2 separate regions of the Mus musculus genome follow, and region 1 is linked to region 2. Evidence: chromatin contacts called from public Hi-C data. All regions are on one chromosome and are shown on one strand. The core of a region is the stretch at or near the end of the contact, and the rest is flanking DNA. Distances in the headings are between cores, read along the strand shown. Region 1 has its middle 58 kb from the start of Gm41866. Region 2 has its middle 39 kb from the start of Gm41865.

The links. A called contact is a pair of places that touch in the nucleus more often than the background predicts.
Region 1: a contact with region 2 is called in a Hi-C map of the N1E-115 cell line, with 2.5 times the contacts expected there. The contact joins two enhancer-like sites. A contact is called at or near these places in 4 of 484 Hi-C or Micro-C datasets (ECoMG myeloid progenitors, the G1E-ER4 cell line, the N1E-115 cell line and 1 more).

What each region holds. Positions count from the first base shown.
Region 1 is chr19:54,256,574-54,262,760 of GRCm38.p6, forward strand. No RefSeq gene overlaps it. Among named protein-coding and RNA genes, the nearest start is that of Gm41866, 58 kb to the left of the region's middle. Within about 2 kb of position 2,763, at least 7 of the 459 cell types and tissues checked have an H3K27ac peak or open chromatin away from gene starts, as enhancers often do. A contact at or near this core is called in the N1E-115 cell line, where this site is marked.
Region 2 is chr19:54,113,508-54,119,215 of GRCm38.p6, forward strand. No RefSeq gene overlaps it. Among named protein-coding and RNA genes, the nearest start is that of Gm41865, 39 kb to the right of the region's middle. Within about 2 kb of position 1,509, at least 116 of the 459 cell types and tissues checked have an H3K27ac peak or open chromatin away from gene starts, as enhancers often do. A contact at or near this core is called in the N1E-115 cell line, where this site is marked.

The sequences.
Region 1 (6,187 bases), core at 1,513-4,012, 140 kb after region 2:
GGCTTCTGTGTACTGGAGCGAAGTTGCCTTTCGGGCTGGCTGTTGGGAAACCCCTCACAGGTGCCATTCTCTGAGGAAGAGCTGAGAAACGGTCACATTGTATATTTCCCTGGGGTATTGTTCCATGGTCCTCTCTGATGGGTCTGGAGGGGAGGGAGAACACTGAGGAGCAGAGGCAGAAGCTAAGGCTTTATACTCTGGAGTCAATCAGACTGGTTTGAACCCACCCCTGACCACTGCCAGTCTCCACAACATGAGCAAGTTGCTTATCTCCTAGGATCCCTGGTTTGCTCATCTGTAAAGTGGGTACAGTGAGACATTCTAGGATAAAAGTGAATTAATTGAGGAAACAACAGGATGCTAAATACTCCATGTATGATTATATATATTCACACGTATTTAATTAAGCAAAGTCTAATTGATCTGAGTCTTAGTTGGGGCTTCTTTGAGAAGGATCTCAGGCTGGGTGGCTGGCACACAGTAGGGGCTCCTGTCTCAGAGGTCCAGAGGCTAGAAAGAACATCAAGCATGGCTGGGATCTGGCTGGGAAAGAGCCTCTTCCAGGATGAAGAATGAAAACTTAATCAGATCCTCACATGATTGGGGAGAGAGGCAGCACCCTGCCATAGAACACCCATGGCTCAAGATCTAACTGCGTCCCTCAGGCCCCATCTTACCTTTGTCTTAGTCGTCAACACCTGCATGTGTAGTGGAGATGAGAATTCACTTCATCACAGCTGTCACGGGGCAGGAACATTTCTTGAGATTGTCAATGCAACCCACAAGTCTTAAGTCATTCTCTGCGTTTCTAGGTCGATGGCAATGCGGCTTTCAGAAGTGACTTTTTCAGTCCTGAGAGGCTGATGACAGCCATTCTGATGCTGTGCTGTGTGGTGGACATGGGGGACAGTCCATCCGCATGCTTTCCAGGAAGCCGAGGACTAATTCGGAACCTTCTATGACCTTAGATTTTTAAAGCAATTCTTCCCTCGTCTGCTTCTGTCACTGGGTCCCCGTTTCTGCTTTTGTGGTGTTTGAGGTTGTCTAGCTATGAGCGGTTTCAGATAATTATTTCCAAATAAGCTGAGGTAGGAGGGGAACAGTCTATCAATACTTTGCTCTCAGGGCTTACAGTCTCTGGTCGCTGTGTGTTTAGATGCAAGGCTGAGTCAGTCTGCTAGTTATGTCACATGCTCCTGCTGTGGTGGTCTACTCCAGTGCTGTGCTCAGTGCCAGAGCATGGCCACCATGCTTTCTCCCCCTTAGTTTCACAACCGTTGTCCAGTAGCTTCACAGTGTCACCACTACACTAGTGGATTGTCTTGGCTTACCTCTGGCTCCATTCCTGGCCTGCGTCATCCTGTGTGAGTAACCACAGAACTGAACTGTAGGACCTGTAGCATTGACGCTATTCTCCACACTCAGCAGCAAGGGAGAAATTGATCCTCTCTCCTAGAACCACAGAGGCAGGCTCTCTGGCAATGTCAGGAGCACAGTGGCCAAGCACAGGACTGCATGGGGTCTGCTTCCAACAGTGCCACTCTGTGGCTACAAGAGGCCATGATCATGGTGGATCAAGTAGACTTGCATGGTTTCTATCTAGATCAGCAGCCGTGGGAAAACCATCTGTGGACTGTGGGGACTCCTAGGGGGCACTTTGCCAGAGAAAGACACCCACACTCAGTTTACTGTTAGAAGTAAGATAAGGGATCAGAGTATAACTATAAATGAGAAACCTGTGATACCTGCTAACTTGGGGTGTGCACCCCATATCACTGCCAGTCTTAAGGATTGTGGAGGCAGAGAATCTTAGGGAGAGAAGTGGGGCTCTTTGTGATAGTGGTCTGGATACTAGCTGGAGTTAGTTAGGAGGTATCTGGGAAAGGGGTGATGCACGATGCCCTGATTTTTAAATATGACTTCTGGGGACTGACCTAAGGTCTACATTTTTGTGCTGCAAACATTTTACCAACCGAGCCATTCTTTCAGACCCTCTTCCTGGTGTTATTTATTTATCATGTATTTTTTTTTTCAGGTGCTTCGGCCGCTGTTTATTGACATTCAGGTGGGCACTATAGCAACAGGCCTGGAGACTGCAGAATACAAGGTGGAGAGTGGAGTGTCTGCAGTGACAACAGTGGAGTGCCCAGGGAGTGGGGAGGCCAAAGCTGTTGGGAAAGCAGGTCAGGGCCAGGGTCCAAAGTCATCCACACTGTGACTCTGGGCTCCACGCCCTCAGCCCCTACTCTTGCCATCTCCTGACTCTAGGCTAGAGCTGGGAATTCTCTGGACAACTTTCTACAGGAGCCAAGTACACAGAGATGCTGCCACCCTTCCGTGATAAAGTCAGAGGTTTTCCAATCCTGCGTTCCTCCTCCACCCCTGGCTCAAGTAGGGCCAGGAAAAATAGCTGGGCTCTATTATCACGTATTTTTAAGGGACACCAACAGGTCTCCTAGAGGGCAGTTCAGAATCTGTTCTTGTTCTTCTGATCAGAAAACAGAGACACAGAAGCCCCCGAAGGAACGATCATTTGAGATGATGATTGTTAATTTACTCAATTTCCAACCCAGAAAAACCAGGGGGGGCCCTGTTCCTTCCCATCCTGCAGGAATTTACTTCCCTTCCCTGGCCACACCAGACCCCGGTATTTTCCAGCCAAGGCAGAGAAAATAGTCCTGCCTTGCCCGCTGTCTTTCACGGCACACTGACATCAACCACACGCTGAGCAGGTGATCCATCAGACCCCATTTCCCCCTGAGCTGACCTCTTCCTTCTCTTTCTGTGGCAGCACAAAGCCCTTTGGAATTCATTCACGCAGACAGGAGCACGATGCTGGGGGAGTTTCTCTTTGGCAGGCGTGGTTATCTCTGACCACAGCTGGCTTCTTAGAGAAATGGGTCCTGACAACTGCAACTTGGGGCATCAATCCCAGGCTCCTTAAGGAGCATCCCCAGTCAGGATGCTCATTAGCAAGGGATAATGGCATGCACCCAGAGAACAAGATCACTGACGGAAGCAAATGTGTTTCCGTGTCTGCACTTGGTGGTCTGCAGTACAGCATCCGTAGCACCAGCTTGGCTGTGGGGCACTAGCTTTTTCTGTACACATGACAAGAGGTTGGTTTGTTCTTTTTGCTAGCTGGTGGATCTTGGACCCATTCCTCAGCCATTTGTGGGCTAGATACAGATGTGGGAATACTAATAATAACAACGTTTCCTGTTTACAGGGAAGTGTGTTCTGTATCAGACACTTTGGTTTCATGATCTGTAACTTAATTCTTTCACTGATTCTTGAGGACATAGAATTATGTCCACTCACATTTCCCAAACAAGAAAACAAGGGATAAAGATGCTAACTAGCTTCCCCAGTGTGACGGAATTGGAAATCTGAAGAAGCAGGATCCTGGCTCTGGAGTTCAGACTGCTGAGCCACACTGGTCTGATGTTACTGTAGCGACTAGAGAAGGTGTCTGTGCTGGATTGCGATGAGGGTGACGGAGATCAGCTCCAGAAAGCACACAGCACGGTACGAGCTCGTTAAATGTTCACTGAGGTTCGGCTAGACTCTCCAAACAACTACATGATTGTCAGTTACCACGTCTAAACTCGTGGTTCAGGTTAAATGGCTTTGCTCACCACAGTGATTTCTATAATTTTGAAAATGAATTCTGGAACAAACCCAGACTTAATCCATGTAATCCCCCTGTCAAGGTGACTGGCGTGAATGAGAATAGAGAGATTATTATGCAATTATCTCTAAGCTTATTTCCCCAGTCTTTGAGCTCACATTCACCTCTTTTTCTAACTGTGTCTGGGTCATGTTTGGCCCCCACCTTATGTGGCCAGAGCACTTAGAATGTCCTCTGGTGCTCTGATTAAAAAGATTTGCCACAGCCCCATAAGAGAGGTAATTTAATCCATTCTTATTAAGCAAGTCAAATAATATGCAAATGAATTTGCTTGAGAGCTGTTTAATTAGAAGATGTTTCTAATCCCACCATTAGGTGATTCTCTTGATAGAGGAAGCCCTAAAAAATATTCTACTCCCCTTGAAGACGCCAGATATTGAGTTTGGAAGTATGCTTGCTTTAGAAGGAAATGTGTTACTGGGATGGGTCTGGCCTAATTCCTCACAGGGACTTTCTGAAGAAATGGAGCACCAGAGTTGCTGGGACCTCTGAAAACAGCCTGCCACTTCCTTAACTTGACAGAGAAGGAAGCCCAGTTTCTTCCAAGAAGATTCCTGACTGATCCTCCTCATCTCTGGCCTGATGAATCTTCAGGATGTGAACGGAGGGTTGGTTGCAGTGCTGCGGTTGGCTGTCTTCACTTCTGGGTGTGTAGGCATGTGTTAGGAGGTATTTCGGGCTATAGATACCAGATGAATTCATTATTTACATGCTATGTGCGTTCTTTCTCTGTCTGAGGTATGTCCATGAGTGCACCTGTGCTGAGGTCAGATGTTGGCATCAGGAGTCTGCTTCCTCTATTAATCCCCACTTTTGGAGGGAGGGGCAGGGTCTCTCAATGAATCTGAAACTTGCAAATTTGGCTACACTGGGTGGCCAGTGAGTTCCAAGGATTCTCCTGCTTCTGTCTCCTCCCATCCCAGAGGTATGGCTGTATTTTTCTGTGGGTGCTGGGGATCCAAACTCAGATCCTTATATTTACAAGGTAAACATTTTACCCACTGTGAGTTAAAGCCTGAGTTTCTTATTGGCAGTGACTCAGGGTATATAGTGGAGCAAGCACAGTATTTGGGATTGGCTTATGGTCATAGTAGCAGGGGTGTGACATGACCAGCTATATTATGATGGTCAACCGTGACTTAGTGAGCTCAGATAGGAAGTGGGTCTGAGGCCAGATGTGGCGGTGCATGCCAGCAATCCTAACAACTAGGGAGACTGAGGTAGAATTGGTGCTCACACGTTCAGGAATAGGGTCCTGGGTTCCAGGAGGTGGGCTGGCTTATAACTGTTAAGACCTACTCTATATCAGTCTGTGAGGCTCTACACCCAAATGGTTTCACAGCTTTTCCAAAAAGTGACCCAGATGGGGAGCAAGTATTTGAACATGAGCCTAAGAGAGAGAGTTCCCATGCACAGCACAACAGCATGCATCTGACGTGTGATCAGCAGATGCTATAGCTAGGGACTGCTATGGTTTTCTCTATCCAGCATTCCTGACCCTCACTCCTGACACCTGCATCTCTCATCTGCATCCAGTGGCCACTAGAGCAGTTCACTCATGGTCGCCTATCAACACATGGCATCGTCTTAGCATCGTCATCCTTCCTCTGGGCAGTTTGTTGACCCACTGGTAGATTTATGACCCAAATCAGGCTACTAATTTTCCTCCTCAGGATTTCTGTTGCTGAGTCAATAAAGACTAACAAAGCATCTTTGGTGGTAAACTGATAAAATTTGAATGTTGAAGGCTCACCTATGCGCTCGTATGCAGAAAGTTTGTCTGAGGCAAAGAGAAAAGCTGGGATACTTTGAAGTAGCAGAGAGGAATAAGGCTTGGGGTCCACTTGGGACTTTTTCAGGTCCTGGTGAATTCCTGATCTTTCATCCCCCTCTCCTTGGATTCCCTTGAACCAATTAATCCTCTTCATAATTGGGTTAATGTCACAGGGACCAAAAGAACACTAATGCATTTTGTCAAGTGGACAAAGGGCAGGTGAAGCTTTCTCCACGTTGTCTTTGGATTGCAGTGATTCACCTCAAATCCTTGTTTCTCCCTACAAAGTTCCAAGGGAAACTTGTACAAGAAAAGTGTCAGTGATGGACAGGCCATACCTTGGATTCAGTATGAGGTTGACCACACAGCATACAATCATCTCTAGATATTGTTCCTGAACAAGTCTAGTGAATGTTTAAAAAGCACTACATCTTATCATTGTAGCAGATAAAGATAGATTTTGGGTTCAGCGTCTGTACCCAATTTTCTCTTTTCTAGATCTTCATCACTAATGTAGCCAGTAAACATCACAAGGCACAGGAAGAGCAGTCTGAAAATTGTGTGTTGTGGACTTCCTTCCTTCCTTCCTTCCTTCCTTCCTTCCTTCCTTCCTTCCTTCCTTCCTTCTTTCCCTATGTCACCTTAATATAATGTTTCCATATAATTTCCCTTTCACTCATGCTGCCACAGTAGAACCTTAACCATTTGCCTCATTCCTGCCC
Region 2 (5,708 bases), core at 259-2,758:
CAATGGCAGTGAAAGTGCAGAGGAATAATGGGCGGGAGAAGCCCTGAGAAGGTAGAGTTGTGTCAATGACCTCAAGTAAAGGGGAATGAGGCATGATGATGGGCGTGTCTGTGAGCACCACCCGTGCTGTTTCCTGAGATGCTGAAGCTGGAGCGAAGGGGACAGGGACAAAGGCCACTTCGGCTGTGCACTTGCTAAGTTGAAGATGCCCCATTGTCATTCAAGCAGAGGCCTCAAGAAGGAAGGCTGCTGTTGCAGGATATTTGATCTGCACTGGAAAAAATTTGCAGTGGTGTGGTTCAGCCCTAGAATACACCTTCAATACAAGAGCTTAATAAATTCAACGCTAAGTGAAGAGGTGGGGCAAGCAAGCAGCTGACAGGAAGTGAACATAGGTAAATGGAAAGGCCGGGCTTTGAGTTGAAGGGGATTTAAGAAGCAGGAGGAGCCTTTTCCTTCTGGGACCCTCGGTGGAGTAGGAAGGTCAGCTGGGTGCTTCCTCTTCCTGTCGGAGGTAGCAGGCTTTCACCCCAGCATCTAGCTTCTGAGTCTTCATTGGTAAAATTGAATGCTTGGGTTTTTTTTTTTTTTTTTTTTTTTAAACAACAGGCTGCAGGTGGGACTAGTCCTTAGAACATAGGAGTGCCCCATGAGAGATAGTTTTAAAATTTTGCCACCCCTAAGCATCCATGGTAGAACTAACATTACCACCTCAGCTCCTTTGCAGGTCTCCTGGGAGTGCCAGGCCCACCGAGGTGTTGAATTCTGTTCTCATGCCTTCTGTTGTTTACTTGTGATGTTAGTGTCCAGGAATCCCGGACCATAGGTAGTCATCGCAGGTGCCGTGGAACTAGGCTCATCGCAAGCTGGGGAGTGGAAGGGATGGTACACTTGAAGGCCAATGCAGGAGAATGGTCTACAGCTTCAGAAGTCCCGGGAGACCAGGGAAGCCAGCCCCGAGGAAGGAGATCAAAGATGTCAAAGATCAGTGAAAAATGGAATTGAATATTAAGAGAGACTGCTAAGAAAATCAATAGGAGCTAGCCAGGGAGGTGTTGAGGCTGGGCCATAAACACATAGGTTTAGGGAAGAGGGGCAGGGCAGGGCATTGTGGGCTCCCCGGAGAGGACAAACCCCTAACTTCGTGACTCTAATAGAGGAAAATGACAAGACACCATGGCAGAAATTGTCAACTATAGCCGACCTGTTTGCTTAGGACGGTATAAGAAGCTTGATTCTCCCTCCTTATACAAAGCTAGGGAGAAAATCTGTTTGCCTGCGGGAGAGACGGGGCCGGCTTCCCGTCCAAGTCTAGGCTTTACTGTTCTCTCCCTCTTGTCCAGCCTCAGCTCGCAGTCTCTCTTCTCCTTTGTCTCATAATTTGACACCCCTGAATTAGGCCAGCAATAGATAAACTGAGAATTAACTGTGTCCTAGTGCATAGTAGATGTGCTAGCGGGATAGGATCGTACTGGTGGATAAGTGTGTCCTGCTGGGATGGGCGTGTCCTGCTGGGATGGGCGTGTCCTGGTGTCAGCGGCAGCTTTCATTTCGCTCCCTGGCTGACACTGAACCAGGCTCAGCCACCTCTCATTTCTTCAGCAACTTCTTTGTTTACTTGGAGAATGAGAGGACATAGACCCCGGGGAGAGGAGAGTCTACACAGCGGTAAAGGGAAGAGGACGATGCTCACGTGACTCAGCACAGCCGTGCCTTTTAGTCTGAATGTCTTAAGCCATCAACTCACCAGTCCTAGTGAGAGTTGCAGATCTGCCTTTTGCGGATCTGCTGAGCTGTTGGGTGGATCGCCCTTCTTCTGATCTTCAGTCAGTGATGATTCTTGTCTCCCTTTACTATGGTTTGTGACTTTAAAAAAGAACGAAGTAAAGCAATACACACAAACTCTTCATAAAGACACTAGCCACGGCTATTACCCTTGACGCAAATTCATGCTGGTTTGCAATGAGGTGTGTGCATGCACCCCGGACCCTGGGGATCATGCCTGCCAGGCAGTGCCAAGCACTGGACTGTACCCTGCTGCAGGGTATTCAGCAGGACACCTGCACAGAGCAACAATCCCAGGCCAAAAAGAGCTGCACTTCCCAGCAGACAGTGTGAGGTGAAACTAAGAAAAGACTCTGCTATTTCATTGGAACTATCAACTTTAAAAAAAATAAAAAAACTCATAAATTACTGCTGATATTGTTTCTAATTCTGGATATGCTTAGGAAATATTTGGCAAATTGAACAAACACCGATGTGATGTAACCCTTCCTCTGAGCCCAGTGGGAAGAAAGTATTGCTGTATTGTGTTTTTACAAAAGGGACTGAGTTCAACAGCGAGACCCATCCTCAAAAGCTCCCTTACCAGGAACCAGGAATAGGCTTGTCAGGGCCATTTCTCTTTACAGAATCCTGTTTGGGCAATCAGCAGTTATTTCTGGGAGACTCTTGGGTGTAGAAACTGCCACGGTTCAGCAGAGGAAGGAAAGAGGGCTATAAGGACCTAACAATTCAAATCTAGAATTTATCCTTGAAAATGTCTCCTCAGAGGCACACAAAGCTATGAAAAAAGCTGTGCACACAAGCCCTCAGTGACAGACTGCCGAGCAAGGAACACCTGTGTGGCCCACAGACCTGTCCACGGAAGAGCTGTCCACAAACTAGGCACTCTCTCACAATGCAGTACTCAGGCACGGCTCTTAAAAACCAGGTAGACAACATGACTGGCTAAGCATGATCTGAACAAAGATGCTGTGGATAGACATGCTAATGTTGAACATGGGAAGCTCTGGGGGCCTCCACTCTAAAACTACAGGCAACTGAGGAGAGTCGAGAAGGTCTTCCCTACGGAAGGACACACACACACCTAACAATTTGGCTACATAACTGTGTATACTTATAATATTTGTGTGAGTATGAGTGTGTGTGTGTGTGTGTGTGTGTGTGTGTGTATAACAATAAACAGAGGTCACAGTTTTGAAAGAGACCAGGCAGAAGGAGGTACATGGGAAGGTTTGAAGAGAGGAAAGGGAAGGAAGAAATGCTATATTATAATCTCAAAAAATTAAAATAATCAAGCTAGAGACATGAGCTTCCTTGAGAATCTGTGTACCCCTCTTATGATGCTCAGTAATAAAATCAAATTGCAAGACAGCGTGTAGACAATGATTTAATCTTTTTTTTAAATCATTGAACTTTTATTTTTATTTTTTTTAATTAGGCAGTTTCTTCATTTACATTTCATATGCTATCCCAAAAGTCCCCCATACCCTCCCCGCCTCCCCGACAATGACTTAATCTTTAGGGAGCATTTTGACATTAATAATTTATATTTTAATATGCAAATTTTTGGCACGCTATGCATCAAATAGACTAGTTATCTTGTGACAGTGGGGTTGGGTGGCAGTGTCACAGCTGCTATGGTCTGTCTGTCAGAGTTGAATTTTATAGTGCCTCAAATTACATGTGTTATCAACAAGAGTCATAAAGATAGTAAGCGGTGTGCAGGGAGGTAGGGAATGTAATGTATAAGTATGGCCTCCACCCTCCTCGGGTCAAAGGCTGATGGAGCAGAAAACCACATCCACCAATACAGTGGCATGTAAGTCCTACAGTAACAGAGCTGTGGGCAAGGGGCACCAGTGTTGTGGGGAGCAGCCACTGGCAGGTAGTATAGAAGGGTGTTCCCATCACCCTTCTGTTGCTGTGATAAACACGGACCAAAACACTTAGAGAGGAGAGGGTTTGTTTGGCTAACATTTCCAGGTCACCATCGATCATCGAGGGAAGCCAGAACAGGAATTCAAATCAGGAGTTGAAGCACAGACTGTGGAGGAATGCCGCGCACTGGCGTCTTCTCAAGGTCACGTTCAGCTACCTTTCTTACACAGTCCAGGCCTCCCACATCCATAGAGGGTCCAGCCCTCCTGCATCAATTAGCAATTGGGAAAAAGCCCTACAGATATGTATACAGGGTAATCTATTGGAGACTATTCCTCCGTTGAGACTTTCCCTTCCTAGGTGTATCAAGTTGACAAGATTAGACATCTTGAAAGGGTTCCTCATCTTGTTCTGGAAGGACACTCACAGAGGCCATGGCAAGGCAGCTAGGCTAACAGAAGCCAAGGGAAGATTCGGAACATTGTTCCTCTGTCTTGGTAGCTCAGAAAGCAGTCCTGGGGCCATTCTGACTCATAAAATGTCACAGGAGTCCAGTTGGTGCAGTGGACATTTGATGACAGATGATCTGAGAGAGACACAGAAGGTCAGCTGAAGTCAAACGCTGTTGCTTGTCCGTCCTCTCGGACTTGGCATTAAATCACAGCTGCTTCGATGGTGATCTAAAGACCAGTTCCAGACGGTTCTAATTAGCCCCCAGTGTTCCTACTTCACAGGATGCTTAAATCTTGACTTTATGATCCGGAGGCAAGACATCCATGTCATCAGAGGAATTATTTATCAGGAGATGAAATCACCGAGCTGCTGTGATTGATAGCAGGGTAAAGGCACAGAGCGTCGTATTTCTTGTTGACAAGAAGAACTTCGTGTTTGTACAGCGCTCTGACCACTGCTCACCCCGAGGAAGGTGTCAGTGGACTCATTGCGACCTGCTTCCATTTTTTTTTCTGGTTCTTGAAGTTGGGCTCCAGAGCTGTATCTCCCTCCTATGCTTCTATTTAGATCAAAGTTTAGGGTAGAAAAAGTCCAGGGTGAGTCTTCTGTCTCTGACTTCATTCTCATGCTGAATAGATAGGGAGTGGAGGAGGGAGGGTAAAGATGGAGAGGAGAGGGCTGGAGAAGAGAAAATGATGGCAGGCCAATGGGAAAGAAGAAAGGGCTGGCAAGGACTGGCGGCCTCCAGGGAGCTGTACTTGTTCAGAGATGTCCATACCTGAAGACTGGAAGGCCACTTCATATGGATTTGTTCCCCACAGACAAGCTCTGCCTACAGACTCTGGGCTGTCCTTGAATCGGAAAAACTTACTTCTCTCACACGTTTATCCACCCTGCAGGGCCCCTTTACAACCTTTTAGGGCAACATATATCATTTTCACCCCAGGTGTGCGTTGCTCTTAACATACATTTAGAAAAAGGCACAGGTCTTAACTATCACTTGAGGACAGAACCCACCTCTCTATGTACTGCTGTCAGAAACCAAGAAACTGTCCCCACTCCCAAACCCTAGCCCTCCCCATCCAGCCACTACCCCACCTTCCAACGCCACACATAGTTCAGTTCTACTTGTTTTGAATGATGTATTTATTTAAAATACTTAGGTTTATTCATCTTTATTTTATGCGTGTATACACGTGAACTACATGCATACCTATTACTGAGGAGGCCAGAGAGGGGATCAGATTTCCTGAAATCGGAGTTACAGTGGCTTTGAACCACTATGTGGGTGCTAGGACTTGAACACAGGCCCTCTGCAAGAGGCACAAGTACTCTTATCTGAGGATTCATTTCTCCAGTCCCCAAAGATTCACTTATGTTTACATGAATAAGCATTTATCTGTGTATATGTATGTCCGATTCCCTGGGATCCCGGAAGAGAGATCAGATCTTCTGGAACTGGAGTTATAGGTAGTATTGAGTCAATATGTGTATGTGCTAGAAACAGAACCTGGGTCATTTACAAGAGCAGCAAGCATTCTTAACTGCTGAGACAGTCTGCCCTTGGAAGTGTTGACAACGTCTGTGTTCCA